4 separate regions of the Mus musculus genome follow, and regions 2, 3 and 4 are each linked to region 1. A link is a contact called in public promoter capture Hi-C data. All regions are on one chromosome and are shown on one strand. Each heading gives the region's core, a stretch centred on a gene start, on an enhancer-like site or on the middle of the called end of the contact. The rest is flanking DNA. Distances are from core to core; before and after follow the strand shown. Region 1 holds the start of Aopep (aminopeptidase O). Region 2 holds the start of Slc35d2 (solute carrier family 35, member D2). Region 3 has its middle 3.9 kb from the start of Gm30999. Region 4 has its middle 35 kb from the start of Gm30999.

Region 1 (5,089 bases), core at 945-3,444:
CTTTGTGTCCTAACGGTGTCTTGTTTTCTTTCTCTTCCTTTCTTCCTATCAAGCTCTTTCTTATCAACTTAAATCCACCTTTCTGAACACAGAAAATTTTCTTCCTTTAGAAAAGACTGAAAGCCCAGGTGTTTCTTCTTTGGGTATGCTACTAATATAAGTTGAACCAAAAATGGCCTTACTTAATCCAACAATAAGTAAGAAACAATGGATTTTTAAATGTCCTTTGGTACACGGGGGGGGGGGGGGGGGGGGAAGCCCGGCAGACGCAAATGCAAAGCACCTGGGGAGTCAGAGACAGCAAAGGTTCTGAGGAAGTCATCACATTTCAGCACAGGCCAAGTGATGTTTGTGACTGCATACCAGAAGAAAGAAGGCAAGAAAACCACTTGATGCCTTTAATTTATTTATTGATATTTACATTACTAGAAAAAAAGGGGGGGGGGCAAACGTAAAATCACTCATTTCTTGGATCTCTGAATAGAAGGTACTTACAAAGCAACATCATTTTCCATGTATGTCACAATTAAAGATAAGGGTGCTTTCGCTCTTCTCTCTCTCTCTCTCTCTCTCTCTCTCTCTGTGTGTGTGTGTGTGTGTGTGCGCGCGCGCGCGCGTGCGCGTGCCTGTAGGAAGAAGACATGTTTCCAGATGTCTTAACTTTAAGAATATGAGAATTTACAACATATTTACAAAGTATCAAAATAGGGGCTTAAGAGGCAGCTCAGTGGGCTGGAGAGATGGCTCAGCGGTTGAGAGCACTGACCACCGACTGCTCTTCCACTGGTCCTGGTTTCAATTCCCAGCAACCACATCGTGGCTCACAACCGTCTGTAATGGGATCTGGTGTCCTCTTCTGGTGTGTCTGAAGAGAGCACTGGTGTACACATATACATAAAATAAATAAATGAATCAAGAAGAAGAAGAAGAAGAAGAAGAAGAAGAAGAAGAAGAAGAAGAAGAAGAAGAAGCAGCTGCTGCTGCTGCTTCGGCGGCATCTCAGGCTGAAAACCACCTGCTGTGTAAGCACGAGGACGCAAGTTCGGTCCCCAGAACCTGAGTGGAAAGTTTCAGGTCTGTGATTCCAGTGCTGGGGAGATAGAGGCGGGCATTTTCAAGAGTTGCTGGCTAAACCAATCTACCTGGCAAGCTCTAGGCCAGTGAGAGAACCTGTCTCAAAAACACATAAACAAAAAACGGTGGCCAGCATCTATGAAACCACAGTTGATGTTATCCCTTGTCTCCACATGCGTACACGTATTGCACACGTGCATGTGTGTGTTACACACACAATTCATATGGTCAGATGGGTGAATAAACGTATGGAATCACATATGACTAATGTAAAAAGCCTGGAATTTGACCACTGATGGTGGTTATTTTTAAAGGGGAGGAAGAGGAGAGGAGAGAGAGAGACCTTGAAGCCATGCATAACCTTGAATTTAAACTTGCCCTTTGCTTTTGGTTACTGGGAATTTTTCACCCAGTCAATTTGATGGAGCTGAGCCTCAGTTATTTTCTCTGTAAGGCAAACATAATAGTTCATAACTTGCAATACTGCATGAACTAAGGAGACAATGAAATGTAAGTGCAGGGCACAATCCCTGGAGTCTAAAAGACAAGTCGACAGTAAACAATATTATTCTCTGTAGCTCCCAATACGGGACAACCTAATCTTTACCAACTAGGAAATCACTAGCAGCCTTCTCAAATCACACGGAGCACAACACACCCTTCTGAAATGAATGCGCTAGTTGCACGTGGAAACAAAACAAAAGCACGAGGGATCAGAATTGAATTCAGCATCAACACGAGCCCAGTTGTCACCTTTGAAAACAGCTCTAAGCACCGCTCCGCTGGCCGGTGTGGTTTCCGTCTACCATGAGCACCACCTTTGCAGGTAGCGGTCGCCGCAAGTGCTGAGCGCTAATACTGCGGCTACAATTTATGTGACAGCATCCCAAGGGCTCGCCCCAGACAAGTCAGACAGGATCCCACCGCCTCGCTTCACAAGAGGCGAACAGGATCCCACTGGCTCACCACAGGGCAAGACGGATCGGATCCTACCTGCTCACCCCACCAGAGGTCGTGGGTCCGCATAACCCGGAGCGGCTGCTTGACACCGGAGCTGCAGGTTACCTGTCTCAGCTGCGGTGCTGCTGCAGCTACACTTCCGCAGACTCCGGGTTACCACGGGCTACCAGGCAAACACTAATTGCGTCATCAACACGCGCCAGGGTCGGCCGCTTCCCCCTCCCACCCCCTGTAGGCCAGTTCCTCGGCCGCTACTGCGCAGGCGCAGGGCTGCTAGTGGCCACGGTATCAAGACTCCAGACGCGTGAACTACACGCACGCCTCACTGAAATACAAATGTGTCGTTTTTGCCTTTGAGACAGGTCTCTCTGTGTAGTTCTGAGTGGTCTGGAACCTACTATGTAGACCAGGCTGGCCTCGAACTCAGAGATCAGCCTGCCTCTGCTTCCTGAGTGCGCTGTTTATTCTTCATTCCACATTTCTGAAGCATATGATTGGACTTTACATATTCATCCCAGCACAGTGCCTTAAATAAGATCATACTATGCGCCATACAGACAGTTACAGTATCTGCGGCTACAAAAGTGGGCCAGTTGTGCTTGCCTTTGTAGAGACAATCTTTGGTTGAGAAAGCAAGTTCTGAATAGTTCAACAGAATATTCCCTTTTTAAAAATTCATTTAGTATGTGGGGTGGTGTGTAATTGTATGTATGTCTAGGTACACGAATGTACAAATGGACCCCCTTGGAACTGGAGCTGCAGAGATAGTTGTAAGCTACCCCGTGAGTGCTGTACACCAAACCCAGGTCTTCTGCAACAGCAGCCAATGCTCTTAACCACTGAGTTAAGCTGCACCACATCAGCTAATTCTCGTATGGATGTTCTTAGAGGTACACATATGGAAGTAAGTCTCTGAAAAATGGAAGGAAGTCAGAGCCACTTCACTACAGGAGGTCTAATACCCTCTGAGGAGACTCATTTAACTGGGAAGAGAGGGGAAGGCTATAAAGACCTGCGAGCAAAGCAGCTAGAAGGATCAGAAGCACCTAGTACATGCAGCTTGTGGCGCCCTTGAAGAACACAGGGTGAAACCAACAAGGCCCAAAGGCCCCATCCTGCAGCACATTTCTGGGCCACTGTAAGCAAGGAGCGTGGATTCTGTCGCCAGGGAAGAGTGAGTGACAGGAACTAGTTTTGAAACGCAGAGCAGGCTGCTGTGTGTGCTGGGCATGAAGCACACAGAAAGAAGGGACTGGTGAGATGTGATGGAGAAAAATGGATACATATAAAAGGTAATTTGGAAATTGATGTGACAGGTGGGAAGGATTAGATAAAAGTCTAGACAAAAAAAAAAGTTACTGAAAGTGAGTGCTAGAATAGATTTGTTGAACTCTATAGTGAGAACCAGGTTTGTTCCATCTTTCAATCCTGACTTCTTTGCCTTCCTGTTACCCAACACTGTAGGACCACACACACACACACACACACACACACACACAGTTTCCCCTTTCCGTAACTCTTTCCTTCTTGGACTCCTTATGTTACCATCCCCAAGCCTTCAGCAGGCTTGCAATTCTAAGAGGAGAGGCATGTGAGGAGGCTAAGGAGAGGGGCTCTCCTTCCCTACTACTCGTTAGTTCATTTTGGCCACTAAAATGCTGGCCTGTGTGTAACACCCTACCAATCTTAAAAAGAAATGGTTATAAAAATATCTGTCCACACAAACTCTCCCAAACCTTTTTAAAAGATTTTAAAAATTGTTAAAATATGTATATGTGGGGATCCATGCCCATGAGTGCAAGTATCCATGGAAACCAGAGGCACTGATCACCCCCTCCCCCCGAGCTAGAGTTACAGGCAGATATGGACTGCCAGATGTGTGTGCTAGTAACCAAACTCAGGCTCTTAATCTCTGAGCCACCTCTCCAGCCTCCCAAATCTCCAAAATCTTACACAATAGTGGCTAACTCTACTTTGTTAAACTTTTTTTTTTCCTGGCCAGCTGAAACTGCAAGCTACCTTCTATTCTATCAGGCCACAGAATTTTTCCCTAGCACCCACTGAGATCGTGTGGAAAAGATTGAAAAATCAAAAGAACTTTTTGTGTGTCTCAGCTGGACAAAATCTAATAAAGGAATGGATGGTGCAGACTACTGACTATCTCCCAGCACCCAATATTTTTTCTTCATAGGAAGGAAACTTCGATTTTTAGATAAATTTTAGGGAGAAGCAGCTCATAGCAGAACCACACGATCTCACTGGGGGGCTAGGAAAAGATTGTGTAACCTTATTAAAATCTGCTTTCATTCTGCCTTTTCTAATACACTAGGCTGACCTAAGAGGAACCCTCAGGAAGTAAAGAGGGTCTGTGTAGTCAGTGGAAAAATAATATGTGCCAAGTCTTCATACTCCAGAATCTCTGGGTTCGAGGCACACTAAATCTCCAGCCACTAAAGGAAAACACAAACCATTCCCGAGAAACAAAGCTTTCATTTTTTCTCGTCTGATTGGCCAGAGAATGTTAATAAATTACTTTATCATTTTAAAATTTCAACTTTATATTTCTTCTACCTATCCACAGTAGGAAATGTAGTCCCATACGCCTGCAATTTCGTAATAGAATTTCCTCAAGCTTAAGAAACTCAGTCTTGGCTTAATAATCATCAAGTAGGATGAGTGTTAAGGCCCAAATATAGGATTTGAAATATTTGTGGGATTCTGGAAGAAAAGTCCTATGAGAAGAGGGGATTAGAGCAGAGGAAAGCTGAATGTGATGGTTGCTAAGTATCCCCTTGGTGCTTTGGTCCACATGGGTCAGAGAAGTTGCTGCAGATATCATGTGCAGCCTACACTAAGTTGGACCCCGGGGCCTGTAGTCAAGTGAGGCAGAGGCAGACAAACATCTCAAGTTGAAGTCCAGTATGTTCTAACAGTGAGTTCCAGGCCATAAGGAGGCTCTGTATCAAATAAACAGACAGCGGTGTTTCAGCCCTCATTAGTGCAGAGCCTCTAGATGCAGAGACTTCTTTTCAGCACATAGAGTGGAATGGGGATG
Region 2 (5,089 bases), core at 875-3,374, 1.2 Mb before region 1:
ATGAATGAGGTTCTGGTGTAGTTAATATTAAATATTGCCAGCCCTATCTCAGGTCTTAAATTAGGGTAATGAGTGGAGATTTCCTTTTATTCAAGGGTGTGGTGTTTAGAATCATCCTTCGAAGGACCCATTAGGTTTTCTTTTCACCTGAGTTGTTTTTGGTTGATCTTTCAAGGTTTCCCTGCCCTGATTGTCAGGTCCAAAGAGTACCCCAGTTTCCCTCAAAAGGGCACTGATCAAAAGGGCACCAAAATTGAGTCTAGGCCCAACTCAACCTGGACTATAGGAGGATTTTGGCAGTAAGATAAAAGCCAGCATTCCTCAGAAGGGACGTGTGGCTCCATTGACATGTTTCTGTGATGCATAGGCCTCCAGGCTCCCTCAGTCTCTACCTAGTCTCCTGCCTGCCATGTCCCCTCCAGCTCCTCATCCCCTTTATAACCTGTTACTCTCTTTTCCTGTTCTCTTGCTCTCTCCTAGTGCTCTCTATGTTCTGTTCTCTCTCTTGCTATCTCCACTATCCCCTCCCACTTCCCTGGCCATGCCTAGACTGCTTGCAAGTCCATCTTCTTTCTTTTTTTTTTTTAAAGATTTATTTATTATTATATGTAAGTACACTGTAGCTGTCTTCAGACACACCAGAAGAGGGAGTCAGATCTTGTTACAGATGGTTGTGAGCCACCATGTGGTTGCTGGGATTTGAACTCTGGACCTTCGGAAGAGCAGTCGGGTGCTCTTACCCACTGAGCCATCTCACCAGCCCCATCTTCTTTCTCCTTCTGCTCTGGGTACTTTTTTTTTTCTTCTTTTTTTTTTTTTTTTTTTTCGAGACAGGGTTTCTCTGTATAGTCCTGGCTTGTCCTGGAACTCACTCTGTAGACCAGGCTGGCCTCGAACTCAGAAATCCGCCTGCCTCTGCCTCCCAAGTGCTGGGACTAAAGGCGTGCGCCACCACGCCCGGTGTGGGTACTTTTTCTTAACCTACAACACACCTCAGTGGTACATGATGGAGAGAATGGTCATGTTGGCAGTTTTCTGTGCCCCTTCAATACCCCCAATGCAGAACACCCAGAAGAGATACACACAGATGGACCGGGGACACCTCCATGTTCTCCTATCCAAACCAAGCCGCTGATCTCCCCTAAGCTATGGATTGTTTGTTTCTGCTGGCATTTATCCAACTGCCAGGAATCTTCCCATGGTCCAGGTTGAGCTGGGCCTATACTCAATTTTGAACCAAGTCAGTGAGCCTGCGCTTTGGCCACGGAATGAGGAGCCCTTTGGACCTAACACTGGTGTGTGCAGTCAGAACTCAAAAAAACACTATTTTGGCTGTGGAATGCAAGTTAATACTGATCAAAGTGCAATACATCTGAACATGAGAACAAACTTGAGAGTCGTTCTACAGCTTTGAGCTTTTATTCACAAGAACCAGGGATCCTGGGGCTGCTGTCCTAGGGAGAAGTGGGCCTTTTGTGAGGGAGGCCTGAATTTACCAAAAGTGTCCAGAGGAAGAGAAGCCGAATACATGGCATTTATGGTGGATGCCAGTCTTAGGCATTTATGAACGAGAAACAGAAGCGTTCCGCACGAGCACTTGTCTTGAAGTATGCCTGGAAGCATTTTTAGTAATAGTTGTAAATTGGGAATTACCATCATGCCAACCACCGGGGTAGATGGGGGCGCTCTGAACACACGCAGGGAGGTGTAGCCCAGCACCACAGCTGATACACCCTAAGTACTCAGGGGGACTCTTGCCCTTTGTGGGGATGTTGTACTCAGATTTACGTGTTTGCTTGGTTCTGTTCATTTGTCAAGAACGCATCTGTAACTCACTAATCAGGCGCGTCCCGTAGGACATAAATTATACTTTTTAAAAACAAACAAACAAAAACGGAAACGAACCTCAGCCTTTCTGGGGGTGCCGGCTAAGGCAGTTTTTCGGCTTTCCCGGGAGGTGGACACCTCCAAGGAGAGAGCGCACTAGAAGCACCAGTGCGTGGTGCGGGGGTGCGGGGTGCGGGGTGCGGGGCGGGCCGTGGTCGGAGTTCGCGCCCAGGCTCTTCCTGTTCCTGCCGCACCCTCTTCCCGGGCCGCTGGGGGCGGGACCGCGGGCTGGGTTTGGGCCGGGCGGCGGAGGGCAGAGATGGAGGAGCCCAACGCGGCGCCGTTGCCCTCTCGCCTGGCCAGGCTGCTGTCGGCGCTCTTCTATGGCACATGCTCCTTCCTCATCGTGCTGGTCAACAAGGCGCTGCTGACCACATACGGGTGAGGCTGGTTATGAGGGATGCAGGGTGGCCGGGGCTTGGAAAGCCGAGTGTGCTCTGCCTTTACCAAGTCACTACCCAACAAAGTCCACTTGGGATCAAGAACATACACCAGCTGAACTTAAAAGCCACCTTTGCAAGCATTAAGTAAGTTCAGCAACTGAGAAAAAAGTGACGACTTATTTTAAGACAGGCATTCATCAGATAGTTCACGCTGGCCTCGAACTCAAATCCTCATGACTGAGCCTCTCTAGTGCTGTTATTACAGGTTACAACATCATAAACATAAATGTATTTTGAGCAAATCATTACCTTTTAATCTTCGTGGTGTTTTTGAGACAGGATTTCATGCACCCCAGGTTAACTTCTGGACTACCTAATAGTTTTCCTGTCTCCACCTTCCATGTGTGACACCACACCTGTTTTGTACAGAGGAAGCCACCCAAGGCTTTTCATTTTCACTGAGATACATCTCCAGCTCCAAGCAAAACAAACGAAACAAAACAAAAATGCATGTTCCACCGATTACATCTGGACTTGTGTGGTTTGTTTATATAGGCTAATCATCCATTCTCAAATAACCATCGTATTTCTGGATAATCAGAACAACTAGAAGTTTACAAGATCAGCTTTTTTTTTTTTTTTTTTTTTTTTTTTTTTTTTAAGATCAGAGTGGAATGCACCAGCAACTCTGTGCTTCTTTGAACTTATTTGTAAAGACTATAATAATATCCTATTTAATTCTACTCTGTGGTTGAATCCGGAGAGAACTGTGGTTTTAAATCTGGCCCCAGGGGTGATTGCTCCCTGGCCATACTTAGCATTTTCCTTAGATGCAGAACCTAGCTGACTATAAGCATGGTATTAACCTCCTAGGGCCTTGCCTGAGCTGCCACAACCCAGGGCTCTTTGTAAACCCCACAGTTCTGCTTTTTTTTTTTTGTCTTATATTTGGGAAAACTCAGATCCATATCGGGTCCACAAGTTGTAAGTCCAACAGATACTATTGAGTACCTACTATGCTGATCCCATGGTATGTTGTGGAAAAAATGGTATAGACCATGTGGAACATCTTCGATGGAAGTTCTACTTCAACAACAAACAGGTTCAAGAACTGATAAAGCATTGCAGATGTGACCCAAGAGAGAAGAGGGTCAGAGGTTGGGGCCAGAACATCAGGCAGAAGAGAGCAGCAAGAGCTTGGCTTCCTGGAAGAGCAGAGAGAAAGTCAACTTGGCTAGATGACTGGAAGGGAGTGACCAAGTACCAAGAAGACCCCCAGGAGAACTTTACAGGAGGGCGGGGACAGAGCCTTCATAAATTTAATGACAGTGTGTGCTCAGGATGTGACAGCCATATTCTCAGGCACATAGGTAACTGAAGTGAATAGAACAGGTAAACAAAACAAAACGCCTTAATTTCACATCCTAGTGTACCAGCAATAAGCCATTGAATGCCATTGAATGTGTGTGTGTGTATAGGTCAGAGGACAACTTTCAAGAGTCAGTTTTTTCCTTCCACTGTGTGGGTCTCAGGGATGGATTCAGTTTGTTAGGCCTGGCAGCAAGCCCCTTTCCCCACCAAACCATCTTCAAAGCCTAGTATTCATATGGGTTTGTTCACAGCTACCTATAACTTCAACTCCAGGGGATCTAACACCCTCTCACAAGCAAATGAATAAAAATAAATATTTATGAAAAAAACCCCACAAACAGTATGCTAAGTAAAATGAATATACACTTAAGCCAGTTAATACATATAGTATTAACATATAGTATGTACATAAAGTGTGAGGTCATAACGGAAAAAGAAAATGTCAGGGTGGTGGTGAGGCTGTTGGTAGTGTTTGCCTAGCATGCAAAAAACTGGATTCAATCTCTAGCACTACACAGTAGTGGACACCTGTCACTTGGGAGGTGGAAGCAGCAAGATCTATCAAGTTCAAGGTCATCTTGAGCCATCAGAGACCTTGGTTCAAAGTAAAATAAAATGCAAAGGGGCTGGAGAAATGGCTCTGTAGTTAAGAGCATTGACTGCTCCTGCAGAGGACTCAGTTTGGTTCCCAGCACCCGTAAGTTGGCTCACCACCATCCATAACTCCAGGTCTAGGGAATCCATTGCTCGCTTCTGGTGGTGCACAGACATATATGCAGCAGGCAGAACACCTAAACACATACAATAAAGTAAATCTTAAAACAAATCAAAATCTACAATTAAAAACGGGTGTCATGGGCATGTTTGGGAGCAACTGTGGTCCTGTCAGCCAAAGGCACTAGAGCTTGTGGGCTGCTGACTGGCTGCAATCTTAAGGCTTCTAAGAAATACATTCTTTTTGTTTTCATCAGGAGCCAGTGAACACAGGCCACTGCTGTGAGGACAATAGGTGCCCAGTGCACTGGCCCTTTCATCTTTGAAGCTTTGAGTTCCAGACTAGGGGTGTGTGTGGTCCAATGGTAACGTGGTCACTTAGCATATAAATCTGGAGTTTTGTAATCTACCTAGCACTGAGGGAGGGGGGAGCAAGGTGATTATGAGTGAAGTTTTTACTTCAGGGAAGCTAAAGGGCTTTATGCTCCTTATAAATACAAATTCCTTAGCCCCCTTCATTTCTGTAGTGTAATGTTATACATGCCAGCTCTGTTGAAATAACATTCACTCTCTCTCGTTTCAAGATTCTTGAGGCACACATTGTTGAGAAGAGGGTTGGAGTGATTTAGTTACAATGCGCCATAGCAACTTGACCCCAGCAATAGCTGTTTGAGCGAGAGTGTGTGGTAGAGGCCAGAAGGAAGAAGTTCTTGACAGTTTTCTGACAAGATTGT
Region 3 (5,089 bases), core at 1,228-3,727, 1.1 Mb before region 1:
TTTGGCAAGTTTCTCTCAATGGAGTTTTCATAAGCGGAGCTCAGCGACACAATGTAAGAACCAATACTTGTGTGTTGTTAGTGAAGAATATTGAGACAGAGCAAAGCAAACAAGTGCTCAAACTCCCACTGTCTGTGGGGTCATATTTATATTCCTTCATCACATGTCTGCTATAGCAAAACACTCTTTCACATGTCTGCTTCGGCAAAACATCCTTTTACTTGTGTGCCCCAGCAAAACATCATTTGACATAACTGACTTTCCAAAGAAACAAGAAATTCCCACGCTAGGCAGGCACCATGTAGTAGGGTCAGGGTTCCTGAGGAGAGGCAAGGTGGACATTGGTGAAGGTACAGCCTCAGTTGTGGTGGAGACCCCAGCGTATTAGAGATGACCACCGAGAAGAGAGTGAGCAAGCAGTGTATATTCTGGATGCCACAGCCAGAGATGTGGAACCACCCGAGCCATTTGAAATCAGATTGTGTGTGAGTCCCAGATGCAGGACACTGAGCTTTTTTATACTGTTGAATCTTCCATTTGAATTGAGCTACTGTAACTGTGCCCTTGGTCTTCCTTGTTGATATAAGAAACTTTTTTTTTTTTTTAAGAGCCTCAAGTTCCAGCCTCAGCTTGAAAGGAGGTCCTGAGGTGAATGGAAGCAGCTGAAGAAGGACTTGGAGTCAGTGATGGATGCAAACTGACAGCTCTGTGATCTGCTGAGATAGCTCTCTTTTGCAGACCAAAGCACAGTCTTTTATTTGCATAAGCTACTTCCTTAGAGATTGCATATCAGTTTAATCATTTACCCAGGCTCCACTTTGATCACTCCACAAATCAGCATTTAATGACCTTAGCCCCTTGACTCTTAGAAATACAAAGCACATTCAAGGCAAATGAACCAGACAGCAAGCACTTAAAAAAAAAAAAAAGTAAGACCTATGCATTTCGATAGGCACAGCACTTGTGGTTGCCAAGGCTAGAGATAGAGTCTGGTTTTATGTGAGAAAGTTAGCTTTTAGTATAATGCTTTTTACAATTTTTTTTGCAAAAAAAAAAAAAAAAAGCCCTCTCTTGTTTTGTGCTGATGTAAGCAGCACTGAAGCTCATTTTTATAATTCTTAGCTACCTCAATATATTCTTTTAATCTTTGGATTTTTTTCATTTTTATCTCAGCAACTCCAAAGCTTATTATTGGAAAGTATTAAGCAATCCCAGAAAGGAATATTATTAAGCTATCATCTTTTTTCTTGATACCAGACCTTTTGTCTCTCCCCACCTCTATTTGGATTGCACATATAACTACCTCCTTCAGGGAGTAGAATATCTGGATCAAATTTAGTTGTTGATGGCTTCTGGGGAGGAGACCACCATTTACCACTAATATTGTATAACTGTCTATCTGAGCCTTGTTTTTTTTTTTAAACTATTCCTTTCTCTTTTGTGATCAAGGTTTTTTCCTCTATTGACCAAGTCATGTCTCCTTTAATATCTTTCTGACTAAGCTGACTCACTAGTGCAGCTGCCTCTGTTCTTTTGGGTCCATGAAGCCCCTCATACAATTCATATGGCATCCTTATATTGCCTAGTTGAGAAACCCTGTAAAGAACAGTTCTTTATACTGATTTGTGTATTCATGTTTTCGGAGTTCTTTCCCACAGCCTTCAGGGCTTTTCTGAAGATCTTGAGACACATTCTCACTTCCTGGAATCATGCCGCGGGGAGAGCGTTCTCTGAAGGAGGAACATGAGAAAAGCATGTACATTATTATGCACACAAGCTTTCTACTTAGAGCATCTGTCAGCTCTTGAGGAGATCCACATCTTTCTGGCTCTGCTCCAGAGGAGGTGGGTGGGGAACCTTGTCATATTGTCCCTTCGGAAGCCTTGCCAGACCCAGCAAAAGAGGCCACAGTTAAGTGAATTTTGGATATTTAAAGATAACTTGATATTTTTTGTTTGTTTGGCTTTTTTGTTTGTTTGATTTTTGTTTTTCAATACAGAGTTTTTCTGCAGCCCTGGCTGTCCTGGAACTTGCTTTGTGGACTGGGCTAGCCTTGAATTCAGAGATCTGCCTGCCTCTGCCTCCCTCTCCAGTGCTGGGATTAAAGATGTGCACCAGCACGCCTTGCTGATAACTTGAATGTTTTAATCACCAAAGTTTTTAAAGACTGGGGTTTTTTAAGTTATACTGTTTTTATGTTGTGATAGTAACACAATCCTGGGATAAACAAGGAAGGAAAGGTTATGACTTAATAGTGATACATTTGTGTATCAAATTGAAAAGGAATTAATTGTACTGTGTTTATTTATTTATTTATTTATTTATTTATTTATTTATTTATTGTCAGCTTGGCACAAGCTGAAGTCACTTGGGAACAAGGAACTTCAGTTGAGCAATTGCTTTAGTCACACTGACCTGTGTATATTTCTGTAAAGCATTTTCTCGATTAATCATTGATGTGAGAGAGACGAGTCTACTGTGGTTAATGTCACCCTTGACAAGTGGTCAAAAAACACACTGGGCATGTCAATCAGCTGCTTGCCTCTGAAAGATCCTGACAGAATGTAAAAGGTCACAGAAGCCCTGAAATTGGCAAGATAGATGTCACTGTTAGCAGAACTAGCTTCACTGATTTAGAAAAATAGAGGTGCACAATGCTCTGGCCACTCCTTGAACCTGTGTGTCTGCCAATGTTTTGACCGTTCCTTGACTCATGTGTGTGCCCACTGATGAAACCCATTGCCAGGTGTTTGTGATATTGGTTGCTGAGAAAGAGTCAGAAAATCTCCCCAGCAACCACAGCCTGGCCAATCCTGAGTTGATACACCTGCACCAGACTCTTTCCTTGTACCCCTCCCATACCCATTTCTTGAGAATAGACACTGTTTAGATCTGGAAATCCCCTACTCCCCGCTTCTCCTTTCTCCCCTGAGGGCCTATAAAAACTGGGACCTCTTTCCCCTCGAGGTCGACTCCTCTACCCCTGCGTGGGATATGAGTCATCCCCAGAGCTCTGGCTTTCCCTGAATAAACCTCATGTGGTTTGCATCAAGCTTGGTCTATCGTGAGTTCTTGGGTGTCTGCTATTGTTATGAGGCCTGAGCGAGGGGCTCCTCTCAGAGTCTTTCACCTCCATGGTCTCTGCTTCAGTTCCTGCCTCAAGGTTCCTGCCTTGTGGCCCTGTCTTGACTTCCTTCAGTGATTGAGTATGACCTGGGTTCTGAAAGGTGAAATAAACCCTTTGCTCCCCTAAGTTTTGGTCAATGTTTTATAACATTAGTAGAAAAGCATACTTACTATGGTTTGGGTAAATGTCCTCAAAGACACACATGTTAAGTTTGGTCCCCATCCTGTGGTGCTATTGGGAAGTAATAGGGCATTTAAGAGGTAGGACTAGTGAGACTAGTACCACTAGTCTCTTCACGCCTTTCTCTTTGCTTCCCACTGGCTGCGAAAGTATGTAGTTCCTTCTGAGGCCATGCACACACCATGGTTTTCTTCCTGGCCACAGGTCTGAAAACAATGAGGCCAATTGATCATGGAATACAATTATGTGCCCTTCTTAGTGGGTTATCTCAGGTGTTATGTTTTGTCACACTGAGAAAGAACTAATGACATTGTGGTCTACAGGATGTATTATTAGGGTTGCTGGAACACATGTTCTTGAGGCTGCAGGTTGGACCCACCTGCTCGGGAAGAAGAGGACTCCATTTCAAAGACAACTAGTTAGTTCTGGCCAGAGAAAGCTGACTGCCATCCTGGGGCCAGAAGGACTTACCAGGTTGTGCTTCCTCTGAGGCCAAAGGCAGGCTTCTCTGTAGTCGGCCAGTAGGCTTTGAGTTTTCTGAGTCCTGGCTCCACAATGCCCTCTAATGGTCTTGTAGAGAAACTGTGGTGTTGCTCCTACCTAGTCCTTTAGAAAATTCACTGTTGGGTCTGACTTAATGGAGAGGATGTTCTTCAATTTCTTTCTCAAGATTTTAAAGCAGGTGAGGGATGTGTGTGTGCGTGCGTGCATTCATTACAAGAAGGGACAGGAAAGGAGAACATGACAGGACCTGTTTAGGTGGCATAGATTCTAATAAGAAGCCTGACAGTGGTAAGAGTGGACAGTCTCTTCGTCTCTCTGGATTGAGCTCACCACATCACTCAGGAGAAGGTTGGTTTCATAATCTTTCTTTTTTGGTTAGATTGCAAATAGGTTTTAAAAAGTGATTTTAAAACCATATTTAAAAGGTAAATTTCCTAGTTACTAACAAGTAGATAGGTCAGAAACTATAGGGGGAAAAAAAGGAGAAAAAAGAGCCACCTCTCAGGATTAACCGTCCTTTACTCATGGTAAGTTGACTTTTCTTTGAGTTTCTTACTAAATTGATTTATTCTTCCTCCCCTTCCTCTCCCCCCACCCCAAGGTGGAGATTAGAGAAAGACATGCAGAAAGAATTCAATTCTTTCCTTTTACAATGTGGGTCATGGAGCTTGAACTCAGGTCACCGGGGTTAGGGGCAGGCATGTTTATCTGCTGAGCTATCTCGTCAGCCTGTAGATTGCTTTTTCTAATTCCTTTATGTGTTTGCAGTAGACTCAGATTATTAGATACAAGCCGCTAGGCAAGAGGTGCCTTGCAGCAATCAAAACACCTGCTCTCATGACTAAACACAATTTATCCTTTTGTTTTGCATCTAGATGGATTTCCATCTTTAAAATTTTATAAATAACACAACATTATCCATCCTCGTATGCATTCATTCCACTTTGCTGTTGTTTATACTTTAAAAACTCATGTGCTGCATTTTTCAGTTATTTAAAATGTGCGGTTCATGGGCTGGGGAGTTGGCTCTGGTGGCCAAGTGCTTGCTGTGTAAGCATGCAGACCCAAGTTCGGGTCCCCAGTGCCCATGTAAAGCCCTGGTCATGTGCATTAGTAACTGCAGTACAGAGGGGCAGAGACAAATGGGCCCCTGGAGCCTGTGGAAAGGGGTTGAGGAAGACATGTGCATTGACTGCTAGCTCCCCCAAGAACACACCCAGTAGTGCACACACAAACAAGTATACATTCATAAGCCACACACATACAGATATACACAGA
Region 4 (5,089 bases), core at 1,432-3,931, 1.1 Mb before region 1:
TGTCCTGGAACTCACTTTGTAGACCAGGCTGGGCTCGAACTCAGAAATCTGCCTGCCTCTGCCTCCCGAGTGCTGGGATTAAAGGCGTGCACCACCGCGCCCGGCTTCCTTCACCTTTTTTATATGTACGTGCTGGAGATCTGAACTCAGGTTCTCATGCTTCTACTTCACCAACTGAGCCATCTTCCCAGCTTCATAAACATGGTGCATATATTAAGACAGGCGGAGCAGAAGAAACAAACTGCCTAAGACCCTTACATTGGGAAGAAAGGAGAAAGAAGCTAGAAAGGAAGGGAGGTAGAGAGGAAGGAAAGGAAGAAGGAAGGATAAAAAGTACCATATTAGTTTTAAATGAGAGTTTTCCCACAAAGCAAATATTTCCTCATTCTAGAGCCACTTGGTACCCACAAGTCCTAGCTTCTGCCTCTGGCACCGCTAATGGCAGGAGAGCGCACGCATCCCCAGCAAGCATCTGAAACACTTGGAGCAGCCCTGCACTCCCCTCACCCCGCACCCTGTGGCAGAAAGAACACTTGCCGTGTGATACACATGTGCGTTTGTGTAAATAGCACGTGTGCCCAACTCAAGTAAGCACAGCCTGCTTCGTGTGCTGATCGGTGAGCAGAGCAGTAAATCAAACACAGGTTTCTCAGAGCCACATCTGGACAAGGCAAACCTGCACTCGGGTAACTGGTGACAAGGTAGAAAATGTGAAATTGGGTTGTAGAGGCCAAGTCAAGGGAAGCTTGCTAGGAGGACTTGGGGGCTCATAGCAACCACACTGTGGAGACCAAAGGGCAAGTGATCCAGCCACTGGCCCGTCTCAGCGTCCTGGTCCGGCTTCCTGTTTTGAGAGGTGGTGGGAGTACTCCTGCTTGGAAGGACTCAGATGAGCCTGGAATGACTCAATGGAGCAGAATTCTTTCTTTTTTCACTTACCAAATTAAGCACAAATGCTAACACTTGCTTTTTTGCCAATCTATCTTTAGAGAGATTAGATTCAGTCTGATGATAAAAACAGTCACGGACGAAGCTAAGAGCTGTTTATTAAATAACTGAGGGATAATACATTCTGGCAAGTCTTGCCCGGAATCTCCATCTCTTCAGCTCCCCCTCCCTCTCTCTCTTCCTCTCCTACCTTCACTGTCTCTATCCCTCTCCTTCCTCCTCCCCCTTTATCCCTTCCCCCACCTCTCTCTTTATGTTATGAAGGTATGCATGGTGCATACATGGAGTCCAGAAGAGGATGTCTGGTGTCCTCTATCACTTTCTGCCCTATTCTCCTGAGATAGTCTTCCACTGAAACTGGAGACCAGCAAGCCCCAGCGATTCTCCTGTCTGTGCTCCTCACAGGATTAAGGTCAGAGGCACACATGCAGCCACTCCCAGCTTTTTATGTGAGTCCTGATGCTTCAGCAGCCATCTTCCCAGCCTGAGACTTTTTTTTTTTTTTTTGGTCTGGGATTTGAAGTTTTGCTCATTTCTGCCTAAGACCCAGAATGATCCCAGGGCTGGTGCTTCACTTAATTGTGAAAATCTGACATTACACTAAGCTCGAGTTTGACCTCCTTTGGTTTGCCTTTCAGTTTTGTAGCTTCAAGGGTATTTTTTCCCCAGCCTCCAGAATACCATAAAGCATGTGTGAGAGATCGTGGTGGCAACAGGAATGGGTGCACCTACCTGTCAGAGTAAGTTAGGATTTGCTACATAAATAACCAGACCCCAAATCTCAGTGGTTCACAAAGAACGTAAGATGTGGGGTCTCAACATTCAGAAGCCAGAGGCAGGAGGATTGTGACCTCTGGGCTAAGTAGCTAGGAAAGGAGGAAGGGAGGAAAGAAGGAGGGAGAGGGAGAGGGAGAGAGGGAGGGAAAGAGGAAAGAAGGAAGTAAGGAAAGAAGGAAAGAAAGAAGGGAAGAAGGAAGAAGGGGGAAGGGAGGGAAGAAGGGAGGCAGGAAGAAGGCAGGCAGATAGGAAGAAAGCAGGAAGACAAGAGGAAGGCAGGAAGGCAGGCAGGCAGAAGGGAAAGAAGGCAGGAAAACATGAAGAAGGTAGGAAGGCAGGCTGCTTACTATTCTGCTCTAGGTAAAGTCTGCTTGGGGCCCAGGCTTATGGAATGACTTCTCTGGAACTTGATGTGACAGAGGAAAAGATACATGGCCAGGCACATGCTGGCTTTGACTGGTTTCTGTCTGGAGATGGCATAGCTCGGATCTGTCCACATTTTGTGGTTTGAAGTAGTTGCTTGGGTTTGGTTGTGTTCAGCGGGAAGGAAAACATATAGTCTTTCTTGGAGGAGGGTCTCTTCAGGGAGGGAAACCTGAATGCTCAGCGAAATTAACAGGCCTAGTACTGAAAAGGGTCCATGTGCCTATTCTTGTCTGCTTTAAAATTAATGGATGAGACTATATATATATATATATATATTTTTTTTTTCCTCAAGAAAAGCCTAAACTTGATTATTTCACTGTGGGAGGTGACCTAAGCCTGGCATTAGTGTTCTCTTTAGGATTCTATGGGGTGGGGGGAGAGGGAGTAGGGCTAATGTGTGAAGAGCATTCTTACAGTCTCTCCCTCATCTTTGAAGCCCAGTCACACATAAAAGTCCCAGCTCAGGCCTAGGCCTGCCCATTCTGAGCCAAGCCACACCCTCCTTACAGGCCCTGGAGAGCCCTCCCCCTCTGTGTACCCTGGGTGGCCCAGCCCTCCAGAGGGAGGCATCTCCCTCAGGAGAGTAGAGGCCCCTCAGTCCCATCTGGATCCCAGAGCCCAACCATCTTGGTGAAGGCTGCCCAGGGTGTCAGTCAAACTAAAGAATATTCTTTTAGTAGTGAATAACCATGTAGGGCTGGCAGGGCTCCCTCCGCCTGACAGATGGCGAACACATGCCTGGGGCGGCTCGGCTGCACATCAATCTCTCTCTGCTGCTTTCAGCACGTCCTTCCAGCCGGGATCCTTTCTAGCCTGGCTTGTGATCACCATATAGAGTGTCTTTCTGAGGCCGCCCTGTGTGGAGAGATGTCTCCAAGGAGGAGCGGGACGTCTGGGCACTGGTATCGCATGCGATCGGACAGGTGGTCTGCTTTTCTCCTGAGGAGAGCTAGCTCTACTCTTAGTCCCCATCACAGTTCCTGTGTGGGACATGGGGACCTGGAAATCACCCTGGTAACTGGGAACCATTTGGGGTTTCTAAGATTACACCCTGCTGGTTATTACTAAGCTTTGCCTACACTTTAGATCTCAAAACCAATTTTTCAAAACAAGTCCTTGAAGAAGCTTAAGGCATGTTGGAAAAGGCAGCATGAAGAAGCTCTTGTGATTAATAAGAGAGGGGATTTGGGGAAGTCTGGTCCATACCTGGAGACACAGTCTTATGGGTTAAGCAGCATGCTCCGCTGTAGGCAGGATAGCTAGCTAGAGTCTTAGTGCTGAGCTGCCCTGATCTGTGCTCTCTCATTATCATGACTTGGAAAGCTACCCGTGGGCCAACAGCTTTCAGATTTCTACTTCCATCTCAGAGCATAGCTAACCACCTTCTGGATACTTCCACCAGCTATCTTCCTACATCCAGAACCAAGATCAAGGCAGCTTCCTGGAGCCTGGATTTCTCCACAACCCTTTACTATTTTTGTCAAACTAATCACCCTCTCCCACTGGCCCTGGCAGAGACCCAAGAATTAATCGATCTACTTTATACCTCATCCACCCAATCCACCAGAAAATTCTTCCTGGTTATCTTTAGGCATCCACCATCCTGGCTCTTTGCCTTCATGGAAGCCAGTTCCCTGTAATCCTCTATTATTTTTGTTCCGGGACTATTTGCCACTCTTCCCTCTTGTCTTATCCTCTTTTTAAATCCATTCTCCTCTCAGCTGCCACTGGGATCTTCCAACAGAAGATGGACTGGCTTGTATGAGACATGACACTCTTCGGGGCCTAGATAGCCAAGCTCTTCTCATTAGCTGCCATGAACAGATCTATGGCTATTATCAGTAAGACTACTACTGCTGTGGCAAATAACATGGGGATCTTGCCAGAAGGTTAATTATGTAGAGCGTGGAGGAGAACAGCTGCTCACCTTCTGACAGCTTAAAAGAGAGAGAGAGAGAGTCAGGAGAGGTCTGGGCCCCATGTATGCATCACTAATGTCCCAACTTCCTTCTTCTACTAGGCTCTACCTCTAAAAGGTTCTCCTACCTTGTTATAGGGCCTTGGACTGCTGATGGAGATTTTAGGACATGGTCCTCTTGGTGCATTTATCCAAACCACCACAGACTCTCATTCTCGCCCCATTCTGACCCACCATACCTCATTCCTTTATGATCTGCCAGCAGCACCGGCTTCTTGGAATCTCCTATTTGTCAAAGCTCTCCCAAGCTTCAGAGACTTCATATCTTTCCCTATTGCCTAGGCTGTGTTTCCTCAGTTTTCCACTCACTCCACCTCTCTTTTGTCCTCAGGTCTCTGCTTAAAAGTGTGTAGCTTGTAGAAAATAGACTGATGGATGGTTCTATAATCTGTGTCTAGATGACAGACTCTGGCCAGGATGAAATGGCTCATAAAAGGCTTTGCTTTGAGCATAGAACTGGCATGAGCTGGTTATACTGAAATGAAGAAATGCTTAAGGCAAATAGATCCTTCAGAAAGTCGCCACAATATCCAGGTGAGAGATTAGTGGGTAGAGCTGGGGAGGTGGCCAAAAGGGACCTGGGGACCAGGGTCAGATTGGTGGTAGAAATAGGCCCACCTTTCACAGTCTTTTAAGAAACTATCAAGGGCCAAAGGAAAAATATCCAGCAAATGCCTTTCTTCTGGGACTGCTTGCTGTCGTGGGGGAGCATCCTCTGTACAGTCCGCTGTTCCCAGTCTAGATTAATCTATAGGACTGTTTTATATTTTACATCTGTAGTTCCTGCTGGTTGGGCAACCTTCCTGCCATTGCCTAAGTCAAGTCACTCTGGTGTCTTGCATATGTACTTGTAGAAAAAGAGTCGTCAAGATCAGAAGGTGGCCAAGCTCCTCCAGAAAAGCAGCTGCATGCTTCCCCACTGAGAGAGGAGAGCTGAGCAGCCCGGGAACCGAGCTCCCA

Evidence for each region. Promoter capture Hi-C pulls out the DNA fragments that hold promoters and counts their contacts.
Region 2: a promoter capture Hi-C map of liver shows a contact between it and region 1, with 3 times the contacts expected there. The contact joins the promoter of Slc35d2 here to the promoter of Aopep in region 1. A contact is called at or near these places in 6 of 39 promoter capture datasets (the 3T3-L1 cell line, the C10 cell line, cranial neural crest and 3 more), 1 of 484 Hi-C or Micro-C datasets (Th1 cells) and 1 of 115 datasets of contacts at active chromatin or transcription factors (pancreatic cancer cells).
Region 3: a contact with region 1 is called in a promoter capture Hi-C map of liver, with 3 times the contacts expected there. The contact joins the enhancer-like site here to the promoter of Aopep in region 1. A contact is called at or near these places in 8 of 39 promoter capture datasets (the 3T3-L1 cell line, cranial neural crest, hippocampal neurons and 4 more).
Region 4: a contact with region 1 is called in a promoter capture Hi-C map of second pharyngeal arch cranial neural crest, with 4 times the contacts expected there. The contact joins the enhancer-like site here to the promoter of Aopep in region 1. A contact is called at or near these places in 8 of 39 promoter capture datasets (the 3T3-L1 cell line, cranial neural crest, frontonasal cranial neural crest and 4 more) and 2 of 115 datasets of contacts at active chromatin or transcription factors (embryonic stem cells and stem cell-derived neural progenitor cells).

Annotation. Positions count from the first base shown.
Region 1 is chr13:62,961,998-62,967,086 of GRCm38.p6, reverse strand. Aopep (aminopeptidase O) reads right to left here and starts at 2,194. Exons shown (of 16, transcript NM_001289926.1): 1 at 2,068-2,194.
Region 2 is chr13:64,126,365-64,131,453 of GRCm38.p6, reverse strand. Slc35d2 (solute carrier family 35, member D2) reads left to right here and starts at 2,124. Exons shown (of 12, transcript NM_001001321.3): 1 at 2,124-2,268. The coding sequence starts at 2,147.
Region 3 is chr13:64,049,844-64,054,932 of GRCm38.p6, reverse strand. No RefSeq gene overlaps it. Among named protein-coding and RNA genes, the nearest start is that of Gm30999, 3.9 kb to the left of the region's middle. Within about 2 kb of position 2,477, at least 2 of the 459 cell types and tissues checked have an H3K27ac peak or open chromatin away from gene starts, as enhancers often do. A contact at or near this core is called in liver, where this site is marked.
Region 4 is chr13:64,018,818-64,023,906 of GRCm38.p6, reverse strand. No RefSeq gene overlaps it. Among named protein-coding and RNA genes, the nearest start is that of Gm30999, 35 kb to the left of the region's middle. Within about 2 kb of position 2,681, at least 65 of the 459 cell types and tissues checked have an H3K27ac peak or open chromatin away from gene starts, as enhancers often do. A contact at or near this core is called in embryonic stem cells, hippocampal neurons and second pharyngeal arch cranial neural crest, where this site is marked.